Linked DNA regions of Zea mays: region 1 is linked to region 2. The links are chromatin contacts, called in public Hi-C maps. All regions are on one chromosome and are shown on one strand. The core of a region is the stretch at or near the end of the contact, and the rest is flanking DNA. Distances in the headings are between cores, read along the strand shown. Region 1 holds the start of LOC100381666. Region 2 holds the start of LOC103635349 (protein SUPPRESSOR OF PHYA-105 1).

Region 1 (3,509 bases), core at 474-2,973, 460 kb after region 2:
ATGAAAACGGGATGGATCATGGAAGGAGATGATGGGTCTTCTCTTCTTCTTACCGATGGACCTGGAGGTTGCCAGGACTCCCAGCACGCGGTAGCCGTTCCAGTTGACGACTCTGCCGCCGGCTGCTTCCACCCTCTGCATCTCGTCCGGACGGTCCGGCTGCACAATCAGAACGACCATTAGTTAGGCCAGCTTTGTAGAGTGAGGTTTTGAAATATAGAGTGAGGTAGGAATGCTGGCGCTCAGCAGAGCCAGAGCTTGCGTACTAGAGTGTTCTTGCGCTAATTAAACAGAACATCTCCTTCGGAACAGCCTAAACCAGCAGGTATGTAGGTCGCAACTAAAAAGAAGGGAACATATACCTGGCCTAATCGGTCACAGCTAGAAAGGTAGCATTCGTAGCAGTAATCCCATCGCCTACAATTTATAGCTGCCGGAATAGTTGGCGCACGCTGCTCCTCAAACCGAGCACACTATGCCAGAAACAACACCGACCAGTCCACTGGGATGGAGAGGAGAGACCCGACCCATGGGGCAAGGCGACGGAACCTACTACTAGCGTCGAGGACCAGCAGTGCTGCGGCACCACACTACTCACCAGCCAGCTTCAGCTTTTCTTCCCCCAGGGCCAGGGAGATCACCTACGTGTCGTCCCATCTCATGAGCATGGAACGGTACCACCCAACAACTGCGACCAACTCGGGCCGGGCCGGGCCGGCAGCGAAATTCGCCAACGGGCACTGAAACAGTGTGACACTGACCGATACGCGACGATGGAAGTCGTCGTGGTGGTTGAGCCTTGACGGAACATTCGGGAGACTGCTAAAATCCTGTACTGTGTCGTGCGGGGTTAGAAAATTAGATCTGATGGGTGAATGACGCTTCTTGCTCGGGCGCAGATCACTCTTGCAGATTAAACAATAACCCAGACGACAGCAGCCGTGTTTTAATTTATTATTATGCATTCGTAGTCGCCTCCCGTGCGACGTACGTACCTTGTGATCGCTGGAGAGAGGCACCGCGACGCCGCCGCGTGAGAGCACGGCGCGGGAGTCGCCACAGTTGCCGACGACGATGCGGCGCCGGCCCACGACGGCGACGACGGCGGTGGACCCGACGGTGCGGTAGGGCAAGCTGCTGCCGGCGTCGTCATGGTGCGGGGACGACAAGCCGCCGGTCACCTCGCCGTCCACTCGGGCGAAGCTGGCCGCCATGGCCTCCTCCCAGCGCAGGTCGTCGCTGCCGCTGCGGCGGCGGCGCAGGCCGACCTCCTCGGCCAGCACCACGTGCATCCGCTCCCGGCACGCCTCCGCCACCCTTGCACCGCCGTGGCCATCGTACACGGCGAAGAAGTCCAGCTCCTGCTCCTGCTCGCCGCCCACCGCCTCCGAGGCCAGGAACGAGAGCGCGACGGCGAACGCGTCCTCCATCTCCCTCCGCCGCCCGATCACCGACACGGCGCCATGCGATAGGCGCGCCGGCCAGCAGCAGCCGTCCGTCGCCGTCTCCAGAGACGAGTCGTACGGCGACCTCTGCGACCCCGACCGGATTCTCTTCGTCGGAGCAGGCCCCTCCGTGGCACGCCCGAGCCGGCGGCGGCGGCGGGCGGAGGCGGCGCCCACATCCCCGCCCCCGTCCGCCGCAGCGGCCTTGCACAAGGCGGGGCCCTCGTCCCTGGCGGCGCCGTTCTCCCTCATGTATCCGTCCCGTCCACACTCGCAAAGCGACGGCGAAGAAACGAGGCCGGCGACGCGTGGGGTCGAGCCGGGGTTTAAAAACGACCGCAGGCCGAGGAGGACGGGGAGACGCGGCGGAGGCCGTCGGATCCCGCGCGAGCGGCTGGGCGCGCGCCAGCGCCGCGGGGACGTGGACGGGCGAGATCGCCGGGGGCGCGTGGCGTGGGCGCGCCCGATGCGCCCGCCTGGGCTCCCGCGGCGAAAATATCCTGTGCGCCCGGCGCATGGACCGCGGCGCGCCGCGCGCGTGGCTCGCGCGAGCGGGCCCCTGCGCGCAGTGACTCTGGCGTTGGGTGGGGCGCGTGCACGGGGAGGATCGGAGCGGCTGGACCACCGGGTCGCGCGTTGGGCCCCGCCCGGGGGGCTACGTGGAGGAGGGCCGAGGAAAGGAGGACGTGGGGCACGCCGCGCGATGCGACTGTGTCCCAGGGACAAATGTTAGGACGCGAGGGCCACTGCCTTTTTTTTTCCGTGCAAGAAAGCGGATTCTTCTACTGCTAGTTACGTCCTTGTTGACCCACGGAACAGAACCAACGAAGAACAGCACGTAACGTTTTGGTTCCGGTTTTTTTTTCCCACCAGTTCAATCAAAAGCTCTATCAAAACTAAAAATCAAGACAGAGATAGTGACGCCGAAGCCGTTTTCTGTGGATAAATAAAAGCTCTGGATTTATCATTATTTTTAAGAAGCCGAAGCCAAAGCCAAACCTGTAGCGTTTTCCGGCGTTTCGTCGACCGAATCACCGAATGCAGTAGTAGGACAGCAGCAGACAGACAGCAGTGACATACTGACACATTGTGAAGTTTAAACAAAGGCTTGCGTTGCAAGGTGGGCCGGGGAGGGACGCGTGGCGCAGTCCCGTCGCCAGCGCGCCACGCTCCACGCGTGACTGACACTGACCCCGCCGCGTCCGACGACTCCTGTAGTCATGTACTACTTACGCCGTTTGAGTGGCAGAGGCGGACGAGGACGCGGACGCGGGCCCCGGCGGCGGCGCCGCTCCCGGACGGACACGGCACGCACTGCACGCGCGACCTACGCTATGAGCGCGCCGCGACGTGGAGGGCCTACGCCGCCGCGCGGCAGCGGCACCACCGGTTGCGGAGCGCCGTAGGGGTGGGCGGGTGGCGCAGGCGGACGGCCCGTCCACGCTCTCGCGTCCTGTCCTCGGTCGCCATGCCTGCTGCATGTCTTCCCAAGCGCTCCCTGCTCACCCGTCACCACGCGTCCGGTCCAGCGCAGGCGGCAGGCGCTCGGTCGCTCGCGCGGGCATCGAGGCGCCCGGACGCTGCCACGGCGCGGCTGCTGGTACCATGACCATGTACTGTACTTTCAGCGAGCTCGCTGTGCAGGTGCAGGCAGGCTGTAGCGGACGACCCGCGAGGCAGGAGGGAGGGCGAGGGCGGGCGCCGCATGCGCATGGTCGCTGCCGCCGTTTCGGGGTGTTTGAAAATCCTTGTGCCGCCGCGCGCGCCATCATGTTCTGTTGCGTGCGTGCGCCGGCATGGGGGGCCACATGCGGGGGTGGGAGCATTCCTTTCATCCTGTCGCTGGATGCATGCATATGTTATACTCCGTCCGTCGCTATGAGTATACTAGTGTTTGTCCCGTGTCACCCAGTCGGCACGGCCATCGCTGCCTGGCTCCGGTCGCTTTCAGCCTTGTAGGTCAGCTGGTGACACGGACACGGGTGGGGGCGTCGATGGGATAGGAGAGTACTCCAGACGTGAGCGGGCCAGGTTCCAGCGTCCGTCGTCGTCTGTCACTCGTCA
Region 2 (3,171 bases), core at 157-2,656:
AGTTCCCTCAGAGTGGGATTTTGAAACATCTCCACTAGTACTGAAAAGCATGTCCACTCTGGCCACAGAATCATGAATTGAGGTAGGAATTGTCGGGATCTTGTCCAGAGGGTCTCTGGGTCTTGCATTAGCTTGCACTCGGATCTCCTCCCGTGCACGTTGGTATGCAACCCCTTTACCTTTTGATTTGCTTTTAAGCGGTGACCCTAGAACCCCAGATGGGGGTGCCACAGTCTTACTTCTCATCTGATCAAGAATCCTATTCGAGAAGCTGCTTACTTTAAGAGCGTTGTCCTGATTAGACCAAGGGGACAAGAGAATCTGCTGGCTGTGAAATGGCGTCTTGAACTCATTATTCACATATCCGACACGACTCGTAGGTGCCTCATTGCCAGACACATCGTTGTTCCTTGAGATGATATTGTTGGCAAGGCTCGTCGCCAGATTTTCCCTGCTAGAAGCATCACCAGCCCTCGAGCTTGCAATGTCGCCATAGCTCAGTGCGGCGTTTTCCCTGCTGGCCAAATAGCTGGTTCTCCGGGCCATCCGTGTGAAGTTACCCCACAGGCCCTTAATAACAGCAGGCCTATCCCCACCGCTCGTGCTCCCACCAGCAGAGGCTTCGGGCTGGGCAGCATCAGCGCTAATGCAGTTCTTCAATGTGAGCTCCTCCACCCTCTCTTCCGCGCCGTGGTCCACGCCGCGCTGCGTCACGCTGTCCGGCCTGGACTCGGAGTTGGACAGGCCGACGCTGGCGAGGCCCCTCGCGCCGTCCGAGCTGCCCGCGAACCCGCCCGGCGAGGTGAAGAAGGAGAAGTGCTCGGACCAGTCCATGTCCCGCGGAAGCGGCGTGGCCGGCATCTCCAGCGCCTCGCTGCCGGACGGCAGCGGCGGCGGCTGCTGCGCCGCCGCCGCGGGCTGCCCACTCTCCTTGGCGCCCTTGATCTGCACATCCTCGCCGCCGCCGCCCACCTCCGCCGCCGCCGCCCCTTCCATCGCACCAAACCTACCCTGCGCAAACCGCGCGGCGCCCGCGCAATAAGGTCACGGCGCACGGGCCCAGTCGCGCAAAAGCCGAAAACCAGCCCAGGACCGATTCAGTTCAGCGGCGGGGAGTCATGCGCTCGTACCTCGCGGCGGGCGCGCGCGCGCGGGCGCAGCAGGCCAGCAGAAGCGAGCCGCCCGCGCGGCGCATCCTCGCGCGCAGCGCCGCCACGAGCCCCCCCTCCCGCGACCGATTGGCTGCGGTTCCGGGGCGCGGGTCAGGATGATTCGCCCGATCCAAAGGGCGACACTCGCCGCGGCGAGCAGCGGCACGGGAATTTCCCGAAACGGAAAGTCGACTAGGCTCTCTCTCTCTCTCTCTCTCTCTCTCTCTCTCTCTCTCTCTCTCTCTCTCTCTCTCTCTCTCTCTCTCTCTCTCTCTCTCTCTCTCTCTCTCTCTCTCTCTCTCTCTCTCTCTCTCTCTCTCTCTCTCTCTCTCTCTCTCTCTCTCTCTCTCTCTCTCTCTCTCTCTCTCTCTCTCTCTCTCTCTCTCTCTCTCTCTCTCTCTCTCTCTCTCTCTCTCTCTCTCTCTCTCTCTCTCTCTCTCTCTCTCTCTCTCTCTCTCTCTCTCTCTCTCTCTCTCTCTCTCTCTCTCTCTCTCTCTCTCTCTCTCTCTCTCTCTCTCTCTCTCTCTCTCTCTCTCTCTCTCTCTCTCTCTCTCTCTCTCTCTCTCTCTCTCTCTCTCTCTCTCTCTCTCTCTCTCTCTCTCTCTCTCTCTCTCTCTCTCTCTCTCTCTCTCTCTCTCTCTCTCTCTCTCTCTCTCTCTCTCTCTCTCTCTCTCTCTCTCTCTCTCTCTCTCTCTCTCTCTCTCTCTCTCTCTCTCTCTCTCTCTCTCTCTCTCTCTCTCTCTCTCTCTCTCTCTCTCTCTCTCTCTCTCTCTCTCTCTCTCTCTCTCTCTCTCTCTCTCTCTCTCTCTCTCTCTCTCTCTCTCTCTCTCTCTCTCTCTCTCTCTCTCTCTCTCTCCGTCCGACCCGCCTCTGCGCTACCCCTTGCGAGTTGCGACTTGCGGGCGAGCGTGGCGTGCTGGATGGAAGGGAAGGGAGGGAAGCGGTGGAAGGAAGGGCGAGGAGGAAGTCGAGTAGTCGGCTCGGCAGTCGCTCATGGGTGGGGAAACGAGCTCTGCTTTTTGCTTTCTTTCGCGCGTGGCAGCCTGTTGCAACCCTGGCCGCTTGTTTCGGCCAGGAATCCTGTAGCTCGGTGCGGGTTCTGTGTCTGTGGTGCCGGGGCAACCAGCCACCACCCACTCGTGGAAAGGCAATATATAATCCGTTTAACTTTTTAAAATTAAGTTTGATACGAAAATTAAAAATTGAAAGCTATATTTAAAATATATAGTAGGCTAGACGATATCACTAACAAAATTAATAATAGTACTAAAATGGAAATTTCAAAATCATACTTAAAGTATATCATATGTTTCGGCCAGGAATCCTGTAGCTCGGTGCGGGTTCTGTGTCTGTGGTGCCGGGGCAACCAGCCACCACCCACTCGTGGAAAGGCAATATATAATCTGTTTAACTTTTTAAAATTAAGTTTGATACGAAAATTAAAAATTGAAAGCTATATTTAAAATATATAGTAGGCTAGACGATATCACTAACAAAATTAATAATAGTACTAAAATGGAAATTTCAAAATCATACTTAAAGTATATCATATGTTGAACGATAAACGTGAATATCATCATAGCCTTTTAGTCCAAATAAGTTGTGGTAGACTAGAATTAAAACACAACAAGATATCACTAAAATGAGAAAGAGAGAAAGGCGAGAGGAAAAGTTTTGAGAGCACTAAAAGAAAAATAGCCTAATTATGGTTCGGATACGTGGATAACTTCTTTCCAATTATTTCTAACCAAACACTGTTGTAATATTAGAGAAACAAGTGACATGCTTCCTTTATATTTAAATAAATTAAATATTCTAATTCCGAATAAAACAAGCATATAACTCGGATAAATGCCATATGTAATTATTGCAGCAATGAATAGTAGCAATTCTAGAACATGTAAACATGTAAAATAGCTGCTCATGTCCATTTCATAATTAAACATGGCTTGCAGATGAAGAAGGCAGATTAAACAAATAAACATGATTGTTTATCTTAAAATATTGCTCTCAAAATAGC

Evidence for each region. Hi-C and Micro-C count contacts between places; a contact is called where the count stands out from the background.
Region 1: a Hi-C map of leaf shows a contact between it and region 2, with 3 times the contacts expected there. The contact joins the promoter of LOC100381666 here to the promoter of LOC103635349 in region 2. A contact is called at or near these places in 7 of 25 Hi-C or Micro-C datasets (bundle sheath, ear, leaf and 3 more).

What each region holds. Positions count from the first base shown.
Region 1 is chr8:73,967,108-73,970,616 of Zm-B73-REFERENCE-NAM-5.0, forward strand. It overlaps LOC100381666, which reads right to left and starts at 1,724. Exons shown (of 3, transcript NM_001174481.1): 1 at 996-1,724; 2 at 54-159. The coding sequence starts at 1,697.
Region 2 is chr8:73,512,051-73,515,221 of Zm-B73-REFERENCE-NAM-5.0, forward strand. It overlaps LOC103635349 (protein SUPPRESSOR OF PHYA-105 1), which reads right to left and starts at 1,407. Exons shown (of 7, transcript XM_008657827.3): 1 at 1-1,407. The coding sequence starts at 996.